Linked DNA regions of Oryctolagus cuniculus: region 2 is linked to region 1. Evidence: chromatin contacts called from public Hi-C data. All regions are on one chromosome and are shown on one strand. The core of a region is the stretch at or near the end of the contact, and the rest is flanking DNA. Distances in the headings are between cores, read along the strand shown. Region 1 overlaps LOC127482903 (a long non-coding RNA gene). Region 2 holds the start of LOC127482901 (a long non-coding RNA gene).

Region 1 (5,732 bases), core at 2,216-4,715:
ACGATGGTTCAAGTGATTGGGTTTCTGTCACACATGTGGGAAGCCTAGATTGAGTTCCTGGATCCCCACTTCAGCCCAGAGCAGCTCAGATATTATGAGTATTTAGAGAATGTAGTAATTGATGGAAGTGCTTGCTCTCTTGCTCTCTCCATCTCAAAAAAAAAAAAAAGTTCAATTTTTAAAAATATAATAATATTTCCAGAAAGGAAACCATTTTTAGTTCATCCTAGAGGTGCCTCAGAAGGTTGAAAACTTCACAAGTAGAAACCTTAAATTCACCCCTTCAAAGATCCAGTGTGAACAGGTTTCAGGTTTCATGGTATACACATTGTTCTCAGCTGTTACCATTCATGTTCCAGTTTGCATTTTGAAGTATTTCATAATTATTTAGCTGACTCTGATGATAACCTTCTAAATTAAAACTCAGCCTCAGTAATGGATGTGTTGACCCCACTTGCCAAGTCCACAGGCAGAAAATGAGTGAAGACCTCTGGTTTGCAAAGAACCTTTCTGTGTGTTTCTAGCAAGTAAACTGTCATCACATTTAATTGAGATTTGAGAAATGGGTAGCAAAACAACAGTGAATGATGGTATTTGCAAATTAGTTGAAGCCACGTAAACTTTTTTGCCTGGAGTGCTCAGACTGAAGAAATCAGTATAAGGAAAATCAATGTTAGTTTAGAGAATCTTTCCTGTTCTGCTTATTTCCCATGAAATAAAATGCACATAATTGATTGAGCTTAGAAATTTCTTTTTGTCTTTTGACCCTTGATGGGAATCTGTCAGATTTGAGATGAGACTTCATAGCAGAAAGATCTTCAAATTTCTGTACTGATCAAAACAACAGCTCTAGTTCTGTCTTCTCCTACATGGCCCCTAAGAGAGATTCGTCCCTCTTTACCACATGAAATCATTTGGAATGTTTTTGAAGAGGAAAAAAAGTTTATCAATTTTCCTTACTTTCAACTATGATATTTGCAAAACCATTTCTGCCACTAATTCACACTCACAATTATCCAGGAGCCTACCTCAAACTCTGTTCTAGGCAGATTCATGTTGCACCTTTGTAAAATCTAAGTACATGAGGTCATTGCAAAAGCAGCAAGCCATGAACAAATTTGCACAACAAAGGCTTTATTTTAGACAAAACCATTCCTTTTATGAGTGTGTGTGTGTGTGCTCACGCACACATGCACAGCAATCTAAGTTACAAAATAGGTCTATCTCACATGTAACATGTTTCATTTAAAGTTTTAGAAAATTTACCATACAGTGAATATTAATCCCTTTTCAGAGAGCATTTCATATTTTCCTGACTATTTGGGTTTAATAATTACTTAACAACAGCCAAACCTCATGTCTGTATGGAGATGAGATGAAGATTTTGTCTTTTCATGTTATACATGTAATGAAAATATGCACACATATACACGTAGTTGAGGTTAAAATTCTCTCGGATAGTTCTGCAGTTCAGTGAGTTATAGGGAATATTAAGCTTCAATGGAGTAATTTGATTTTTTTCTATGCAAGTTTGTTCTTGACTCCAATGAGGAAAAAAAATCCTTATCATAACTAACTACTGATCTTCCTCTTCCTCCTCTCTCTTCTTCCTTCCTCCCTTCTTCCCTCTCTCTTTCCTGCTTCCTTCCTTGCTTCCTTCCTTCCTTTCTTCCTTCTGTAGCTAGATTCTAGAAAGAGCTGAATAGATAGTTCTATCTTAAAAATTTCTACTATGATTCTATTCAAACTTTTACAGCTTTCACATTTGATATGTATCTTTATAAAGTCAAAATATGTTCTCATTAAAAATTCAGTTTATTTCCACTGCTGACTCAAACACTCCGATAATTTTTGGTGCAATTTTATCCATGGAGCTTGAAGAAACACACCCCAGCTTGATGCCATATCAGGTATGTGGAACAGGCATTTCTCCTACCTCCAACAAAAACAGAGAAAGAAGAAAAAAATGCTTCAGGAAAAAAAAGGAACAGAAGTCTCTTTTTTACAGGTCAAAAGTAATTTTTATCTCTTGAAAATGATCCAGGCTTTGAATTACCATAATTCTAACCCATGCCATTTAAGGAAAGGGAAGTTAAAGAGAAAAGAATCATAAAAAAATCTCAGAGTAGTGTATTCTTCCTTTGAGTATTACCTCAGTTGTTTCCAGTTTCTGCATGACTTCCCAGCACTTCTGCATTACTCGTACCCTTATTCTTCTCTAATATGTTTCACATTGATTTTTTTTTCTATTCTCTGCTGACTGCACAGTCTGAAAATGCTTTGACCTTAAAGTCAAGGTCAAGTTTGCATTCCTGTAGTAAACAAGAAAGAAAAATGAAGAGGAGAACTTAAAATAAAACCTTCTGAACAAGAAAATTTATGGAGAAAAAGAAAGAGAGAGAAAGAGAGAGAGGGAAATTTCTTCCCTGGAATTTCTTTTACTTCCAAATTTGGCATTCAAGGTGAAGAATATTAATATAAGGTGCCAGAGAAAGGAGCAAAGTTTCTCCTAAAGTACTATTTGCGTAGGAGCTAGTATGACATTAAATATTACTATCACTGTATAGAATAAATATCCTTATCATTATATGAATCTGATAGAATGAAAATTTTAACTGTGTAATTATGCTCAGGTATTATATTGGAAAAACAGGAGCTGCACAGTGTGGTGCCAAGAAAACTGTAAATAAATTAGTGCTGGAAAATATGCTAAAAAGCCAGAAGTGTGCACTATCTTCTAGAATTGTTGCAGGTTGATAACTACTTCATCTCTATTTCACAGCTTAGCTACAGTACCTTGACAGTTAACTGTTTAAAAAGATACTAACTCATGAAATGTTCATTACTTTTCATTTACAACAAAGGCATAAGAACAACCACACTCAAAAATATTTCTTCTTTTGCTGAGCTAGGCTTAAGCAAAACTGAAGCATTAAAACACATGTATGATCCATCAGAAGTGAACATGGTCATCCAACACAAAGTTAACCCAATCATTTTCTGGGAGACCTGCTGTCTTGTAAAAAAAATAAATTAAAATCCTGGGCATCTTTGAAGAGGCATTTTAACTTAAAGTTGGGTGTAAACATAAGCCTTTTCATAATGCACGTCTTAACTAGAATGTGACATGATGCAATGTCTTCCAAAGAGCTATTTCAGGACTGGCTTGCATCACACAGACTGCCTAGCTCAGCTCAGACAGACATATCCTGTCACACAGTGTACTATAGATTACCATGAATTCAAACACATTTTCACCAGGAGGAGAAACCTACACATGATCTTTGGTAGCAGTACTGGTGCCTACCCAGAATCCATTCCTCCCTCTTGCTTTTTTTAACAGAACCTAATTTTGTCAGATAGCCATCCTTCTTTTGCTCAGACATGTGCCCCAACTCCAGGCTTGACCTCACTGGAATATGGGCGATTGGATTTTCCTTGGCTGTAATCTATTCAGGATTGGGCATGTGATCCAGTTCTGGCACAAAGAAAGGCTTAGAGAGCGACAGTGTGAGAAGAGATTTTTCCTTCTTCTCCTGGCTATTCTCGTCCATAAATGTGCTGTTTAGAAGTGCTGCTGCTGTCTGCAGAGAAACCTACTCAGTGGGTAGTGGAGAAAAGAGAAATCTGAAACACAACGATGCCATTCAGGCAGTGTCATCCAGTCTCAGGACCTGGCCAAGTGGGACGTTATTATTATTATCATTTAAGATAGTTGGCATCTGTGTTTCTGTTATTTGCAGCCAAAAATGGGCTAACCAATTTCTCTTGGCTTCTTTAATTGTATCTGCCTTCCCAGCTTAGGCCTTTCAGAAAGAAAAAGAGCCTCAAGTTAAAGTGTTTATCTTCCTATTTAGCTTAAACATATTCTACTGTTGCTAGAATTTAGATAGAATATGGCTCCTGAGGAGTCGGCATTTGGTGTAGCAACTGGGAGGCTGTTTGGGATGCCTGTATCCCTTATCAAATGCCTGACTCCATCCCATCTCCAGCTATCCTGCTAATGGGCACTCGGGGAGGCCATAGATTATAGCTCACATACTTTGGTCCCTACCTTCCACATGGGAGACTAAGCTTGCATTCCTGTCTTTTGGCTTCAGCCAGGCCCAATCCCAGCCTTTGTGGGTATTTGTAGAGTGAACAACCAGATGAAGATCTCTCTCTCTCTGCCTCTCTCTATCTCCCTCTGTGTGTGTGTGTGTGTGTGTGTATGCTTTTCAAATAAAATAAATAAACACATTTTTATAAAGAATATAGCTCCTGGACTCATAAACAAAGTTAAATCTCAAAGTCTTTAACTAAGTGGTATCAAGATTATGAAAACGTCATCCAAGTACGGTATGTAGGAAGAGAACCTTATTAGGAGGTCTTTAGGTTATTTAGGGTATGCTATCAAACAGTAGTTTTCAGGGCTAGTGCTGTGGCACAATGGGATAAGCCACTGCGTGCAGTGCTGGCATCCCATATGGGCACTGGTTCAAGTCCCAAGTGCTCCACTTCTGATCCAGGTCCTTACAAATGTGCCTGGAAAGAAACAGAAGATGAAAGTGTTTGGACCCCTGCCACCCCTATACGAGACCAGAAGAAGCTCTTGGTTCCTGGCTTCAGCCTGGCCCAACCCTGGCAGTTGCAGCCATTTGGGGAGTGAACCAGTAAAAGGAAGATCTTTTTGTCTGTCTCTCCTTCTATCTCTTTGTAATTCTTAAATGTCTGTAAATCTTAAGGAAAAAAAAAAAGAAGTTGCTTTCTTGGAAGAGCCGATTTTAAAGGTCAAGTTGAACTCTGCATCTCTGTTTCTTGGATCCCTCCATGTGTTTTCTGCCATATGCAACACAAAGGCTCACACAGATTGTGGCCAGTTTATTAAATTAGAATAGACAAAAAAAAAATCTGTCTCAACAACCTTTCCCAAGATTTCTTTTGGATTTTTGTTCCCACCCCAGTGATATCTTGAACAAATCCCTCAAGTTGTTGCTTCCTTTCAGGTAATTTATAACTTACTTTCCGGAACTACAAAACAAAAGTCCAATCAAATATCAAAATGTCAACCTCTCCTCCAGTTCAAAGCTTCACTTCTCCCAGCTCTTTTGTTTTATCTTTTCTTGGTGTCAAATGTCCCTGGGTAATACAGATATCCCAAAATGCACCTTTCCCGAAATTCCCTTGCAAATCCATTAGAGGCTCCTTCGGGAATTCTTTAACAGTTCCAGGTGAATGTAAACAAAACCTTGGCTCCGGCTCCTGGAAAATACTTGAGATCTCTTTGCCACAGCCAGCCAGCAAGCACATTTCTTGGGTGAAGTCCTTTCAAATAACTACCATCATGCACAGTAGCCACTTGTCAACAGGAAGATTAACTGATCCTTCCCCCACCGTGTCCACAAACTTCAGGTAATGCTGACTTTTGGCCTGTCTGTGCCACTCAGGGCGTCTTCAGCCCACCTCACGCCTGATTTTCCCTCTAGAGAATGAGGTGGCCTATGCTGCCCGGACTCTAGAGCTGCCCGGCTAGTAGGCTAGTAACCACGTGTGGCTGTTGAGCACTTGAAATGCAGCTCGTCCAAATTGAGATGCTAAAAGGTTAACACAAAAAATGTAAATTATGTGCGTACTGAGACAGGTATTTTGCACAGCAATTAAGACACTACTTGGAACACCTGCATCTAGTGTTGGAATACCTGGTTTGATGCCTGGCTCTGGATACTGCCTCTGAGTTCCTGTGACGCACACTC
Region 2 (5,281 bases), core at 2,056-4,555, 430 kb after region 1:
CTTCTTTCGACCCTGGCAGAATGTTCTGTCCCTGTGAGTCCCCTGGGAGGCAGCCAGAAAAAGCCTCAAGAAGCCTGTTTCAAGCAGAGGCCCTGTGAAGGGATACAAAGACTCAAATGCTTTTTGTCACCAAGCAAACAGCTTAAATGAGTGCGCCTACCTGGGGGAGTGAGAGGACCGGAAGAGGTTAGAGCTGTGGGCAGCAGTGAGCTGTGCTGGCTTAGAGGAGGCAGCTGCTTGCTCCACCCGGTTGCTGATGTGGCTTGTGTTGCCCAAAGCTGTTTACTCTTCAGGAAAAATTGGATTTTTACGTGAAATCTCTGGGTTTTTTTAATCCAATTTTTAAAAGACGCCTATTCAGGCCAACCTACATAGACATGGGACCTCAATTTGGCTCTTAAGCCTCCGGATTGCAAGGCCTGCTCCTGTGCTCCTCAAAGTTCCTTCCCAGGTTCAAGAACTGTTTGTTACATTCCGCCATGAGATGTGCATAGCAACTGAGAATAACATTTAGAAACCTCAGTAACCATTTGACAGAATGATTTTCTGAATCTAATTTTCTGAATCTAATAATAAAAAAATTGGCTTGTGTTTTGTATATTTTTTATTTAATTTTTTTTTAAAGAAAAGAAATCAGCATGCAAGCAATTGGAAATCTTGCCCAGAGATAATTCAAAAAAGCAATGCCGTGGCCTTCATCAAGCCAAAGGATCCATGTGCAGACACTGCCTGTCCCACAGCAGGGTCAGGGCTTTGTAGCTGAATGTCTTCACAGGGACCCCCCCGCAAAGGGGTAACCCTGGGTGAATGAAAATGCGCCCGGTATAACCAGCTGACAAACACGTGACAGTAAAGGCCCTGGGGGTCCCCTCCTTTCCCGCAGAGGATTGTGGGAAATGCCAGTGTCACTCTAACAGGACTCCTTCTACGCCCACCAGGTCCGGGTGCCTCCTCCTCCCCCGACCAGGCCAGGAGGACTGACACTGGAGAGGCACAGGGCATGCTCTGGCACTGATGCTTGTCCAACACGCTGCGCTCCTTTGGAGATCCTCAACATGGTTCCTTTCCACAAATTCTCTTCTCTTCCTTCTCATTTCAGGGCTCTCTGCTAGGCCAAAGCGCCAACTTCCTAATCCCAGGGGTTCTGCCCAAGCCAACCCTCTGGCCTTTGTCCTCCCCTGCCTTGGCAGAAACCCCAGGGCGGCGAGCGCGTTGCCAAGTTTCAAAGCTCAGCACCCTGAACTCGGCAGCTGGTACCCTCGCTTAGCAAGGACCCCTGGATCGGGCAGTTGTGTCTGGCAGGACTTGGGCAAGGGCCAGAGGGTCGGTTGGGTTAGGAAACAGAAGTGCTTAGAGATTTAAGAGACTCTTCCTGCGGAGAACCAAAGAGGCAGACTGGTCTCTAATGAGCTCAGAAAACCCCCAAGCGAGAGAGGCGTCCCCTGGCGCAGGTCCTGGGCACCGCCCCTCCTCCCCACTTCGGTCTCCACAGGCGGAACAGGAACAGGAACACGCATGCACCGAATGGCCTGGAAGGCCTGCTTGGCTGCTCGGGCTCCCCAGCTGCCTCGCCTCGGAAAGGGGAAACGGGGAAGGGACAGGCCTGGGGAAGTGATTTTTAGAAGTGCAAGCCTGGTGGGAGAGTTTTCCTTCGGACCATCTGGAAGGAAGCAGTCATAACCGACTACAAATTCTCCTGAACCGATCAAGTGCACATAGGGAAATTGTTACATTGTTGAGACCCGAGTCTGCTTCGCTTCCGGCGGGAGGGGGGGTGTTTCTATCACTGCCTATGGCGCTGGGCCTGAGGTTCCCAGGGTAGGATGGGGCCAGGCAAGAACAGCTCTGCCCTTGTACTTCTCTGGGCAGCCAGCTCAGGGCTGGCTGCCATTTTTTGCCACTTAAGATACTAAGAAAATCTCAAATGAGGTCAGTCAGCCCTGTGTGTGTGTGTGTGTGTGTGTGTGTGTGTGTGTGTGTGTGTGAAGAAAGAAATCGCCTGTTTGGCCAAATAGAGAAGGTACAGCGTTGTCTAAGTTTTACGGCTGTTTTTTTAAACTCAGGTGTGTGTATGAACAGAACAGTAATCGATAGTTAAGTCATTATATAAGCTGTTTCAAGTACCACAGCCAAGAGGAGGGGGGGATCATCTAAAATACATGAAATTATCTTTAAAAACTCGTTCTAGGAAAAGGAAATGCCAGAGTAGCAACATAAAGGAGTCTTAATTAACAACAAATTAATCTACTTCCCTCCCCCCCCCCAAAAAAAAACTGAGCCACTCTGCACAAGGGAGCCGTTGGGGGAGCAGCCTGCACCGTGGATCTGGGATGTGTTTCCTATGGATGTGTGTTTGCCCAGCATGCGGCTTAAAGAAAAACACAGCCACCAAACCACCCAGCTCAGCCCTGGAGGGAGGAAGAGACCAGGAAGACCTAATCAGCCGTGATGGCGATTACATAAGAGACTCGCACAGGCAAACCCCGAGAGGCTCAGAAGAATCAGCTTTGGGCTCCTGGGCCTAGAAGATGCCTTTCTTTTTTTCCTATGCAAAGATCACTGAAAATGCTTCTGGATGTCTCTGGTAGAAACACAGGTCACTTAAGGATGATTTATAAGTGTGCCCCCAAGCCACAGTGAAGGCTGTATCGATATCTAAAGTGCATCTGCATCCAGCGCAGCAGAAGCTGAGGATCTGCTCCTAATTGGTGCCCAGAAGACGCTCCCCGCCGAGCACCGAGCCTTGCTCCGAGCAGCCGCCCCGCCCGAGGCCTCCAGGCTCCCAGTTCAGGGCCCTTTCTTGGGCAGCCAGAGTGCTCCTCTCTTAGAGAATGCCAGGTACTCTGGAAAGTAGCCGTGTAATAATACACAAACCCCTGATGATGTCAGCGTGTTATTGACTTTCCAAGTCTGAATGACTGAGCAGAGGAGCGGGGGTGGGGCGCGATCCATCCGGCAGCGCGGGGACCGGCCAAGCGAAAATGGGCTCGCGGGCGCGGCGGGGGAGGGGCGCCTTGCAGCCGCTCGGCGCTGGGGCTCTGCCGCCGCCGCGTCGGGGTCGCAGCCGCTGGGGCTTGGGGGGTGGCGGGGTGGGGGGTTCGGGCTCCCGCTCCTCCGACGCTTACGTTTGGTCAAAAACTCTTCAGGCAGAAATAACTGATGCCGCCCCCTCCACCCCCCGCCCTCCGGAAGCTTTTACCACGTGGCAGAGCAGGGCTACAAAGCCGGGAGCGGAGGCACGGGGTGGGGGGAGGGGAGGCCGCCTGCGCCCATCCCCCACCCGCGTGCCCAGCCTCCCCCGTGGGTGCGGGGTCCCGGGGCGCTCTCCGTGGCGGACTTCCTTCTCCAGGTGACCGCTTGGATTTTGCGCCTCAGCGGCGGTGGCATTTTATGGGCCACGATCTGCTTGGTTTATGGAGCCGGCAGTGCAGGTGCAGAGTTATAGGCTCCCGTTCTCACCCTGCAAATGGACCACAGAGCCATCTGTCATCTTCAAGGCTAGGTGTGAACCGGGCCGGGTTGTCCTTAAATGGGATTGCAGTTAAAGGCCGGGATCTGGAGGGACGCTCTCCCAACCAGGGCGTGGCCTTGCCTGCGGTGCCGGGGCCTTGCATTCAGGCCCCGAGCACCCCTCCCCCCACCCCGCGCCCTGCTCGGCGTGGGCTCCTCAGGCCGCATCCCTGCACGCCTCGGGCCCGGGTGGGACCCCGGCCCAACCCGCGGTGTCGGGCTGCCCCTCCCCCAGGGCCGGCCTTCTCCTCCCCGCTGAGCTGGGTGGGTGCGCGCCCTGGGTGGTGCCAGCAGCCCAGAGACTTGGAAGCGCCTGGAAGCAGAATCCTGCTCTGTGGGCTTCTTAGCTGCCTAAGTGTGGGCCGGGTGCTCAACGTCTCTGAGGCCCGCATCTGTGAAATGGGGGCAGCAGCCAGGCCCCTCAGTGACCGTCGTGAGGATTCAGTGAAATCCAGATTTCGCAAGGGACTGGCTTGCCCAGAGTCCAGTCCTGGGCGGCCGGTGAGGCCAGAGCCCCTGCGGTGGTTTCTGAAAACGCACCGGCAGCCCGGCGTCCTCAGCCCTTCCCCCTCCACTCCTGGCTTAGTGGCGCCCCACACCCGCAGTTACAGCAGGAGCCGCTTTGTCGGCGCCGAGAGAGAGTGGGCAGGGAGCCTCCGACCTAAGCTGTACCAGTCGCTGCCCTTCCCCAACCTTGTGGCAGGCAGGGAGTCCGCGAGCAAAGACCTGACACAACACAGGTTTTCTTGGGGGGGATTTTGAAACTGGAAGTGAAAAAACACAGTTTCTGCCCAGGGCTAAAACTGCAAGTTGGTGTATTTAGGAACCTTGTGTATGAGCTGTTTCCCAGCGTGTGTGAAGGCAGGGCTGGGGGCAGGGACAGAGCCCAGTGGGGGCTGATGGAATTGGCGGTTGGTGCATGCTGCCTGCCACGGATGACTTGTGACCACCTACACATTCTCCCTACTGCTTAACCTGATTGGTGTTTTGTTACTTGCAACCCCCAAGCAGTCCAAAATGGCTTTTGTTAGTCTTAACTTGCACAGAATCTTAGTGCAAAACTCACTCCCCACCCCCCACAGTAAACCCCACCCCCACCCCCAGGCAAAGCTGTGTCTTTTGTCCTGCACAGGCTATATAGTTGTCAGTGCCCCATCACCAGGTGCTTAATAAATGCTCTTTAAAATGCATGGAGCCAAGTCTGTGTGGACAGGAAGTGCACCGCTGGCTTTTTGAACAAGAGACTGGCGGGTTAATTTAAAGGGGAAGCAATACTCATCGCGGCGGACTTCAAGAAGCCCATCTTATTCCACCCTAGTGGTAATTAGGGTTCATTCGAGTGAAGAGAAAGAAGGAAACTTTATCCCCTCTAAATTGCATTTAATAAAAATCTTGGAGAAAATGAGTGAATTGTCGCGCTTAATAAGTCCCCCTGGGTTTTGTTGGAAGGAGGCTGAGGTAGTGTACAGTAGTCAACGTTTATGGGACAGCAGATCTGCATTTTATCTGAGCATGAAATGCAGCACTGGCTTAACCTCCTTTTTTTTCCCCCTCATTTGTTTCCAACAGGTTTTTTTCCAGCCCATGAGTCACTTCCAGTCAGATTCAAAGACAAAAGCCTGCTAATTGTGAGTCTGTGAGTCAAGGGTCCCACCCTGCCTTATCGTGCACACCCTCTCTTGCTTTAATAAGACAGACAGGACAGGGCGCAGCGTGTGAGGCCCTTGGTGCTTCTGGGAGGGGCCCTGCCATCCAGCAGCTGACCCCTCAA

What was found. A called contact is a pair of places that touch in the nucleus more often than the background predicts.
Region 2: a contact with region 1 is called in a Hi-C map of an unstated tissue, with 2.6 times the contacts expected there. The contact joins two enhancer-like sites. A contact is called at or near these places in 2 of 6 Hi-C or Micro-C datasets (embryonic fibroblasts and an unstated tissue).

Annotation. Positions count from the first base shown.
Region 1 is chr4:102,129,311-102,135,042 of mOryCun1.1, forward strand. All of the region lies in intron 2 of LOC127482903 (a long non-coding RNA gene), which reads right to left. Among named protein-coding and RNA genes, the nearest start is that of TBL1XR1, 590 kb to the right of the region's middle. Within about 2 kb of position 3,466, at least 1 of the 8 cell types and tissues checked has an H3K27ac peak or open chromatin away from gene starts, as enhancers often do.
Region 2 is chr4:102,564,021-102,569,301 of mOryCun1.1, forward strand. LOC127482901 (a long non-coding RNA gene) reads right to left here and starts at 440. Exons shown (of 3, transcript XR_007908806.2): 1 at 161-440. Within about 2 kb of position 3,306, at least 4 of the 8 cell types and tissues checked have an H3K27ac peak or open chromatin away from gene starts, as enhancers often do.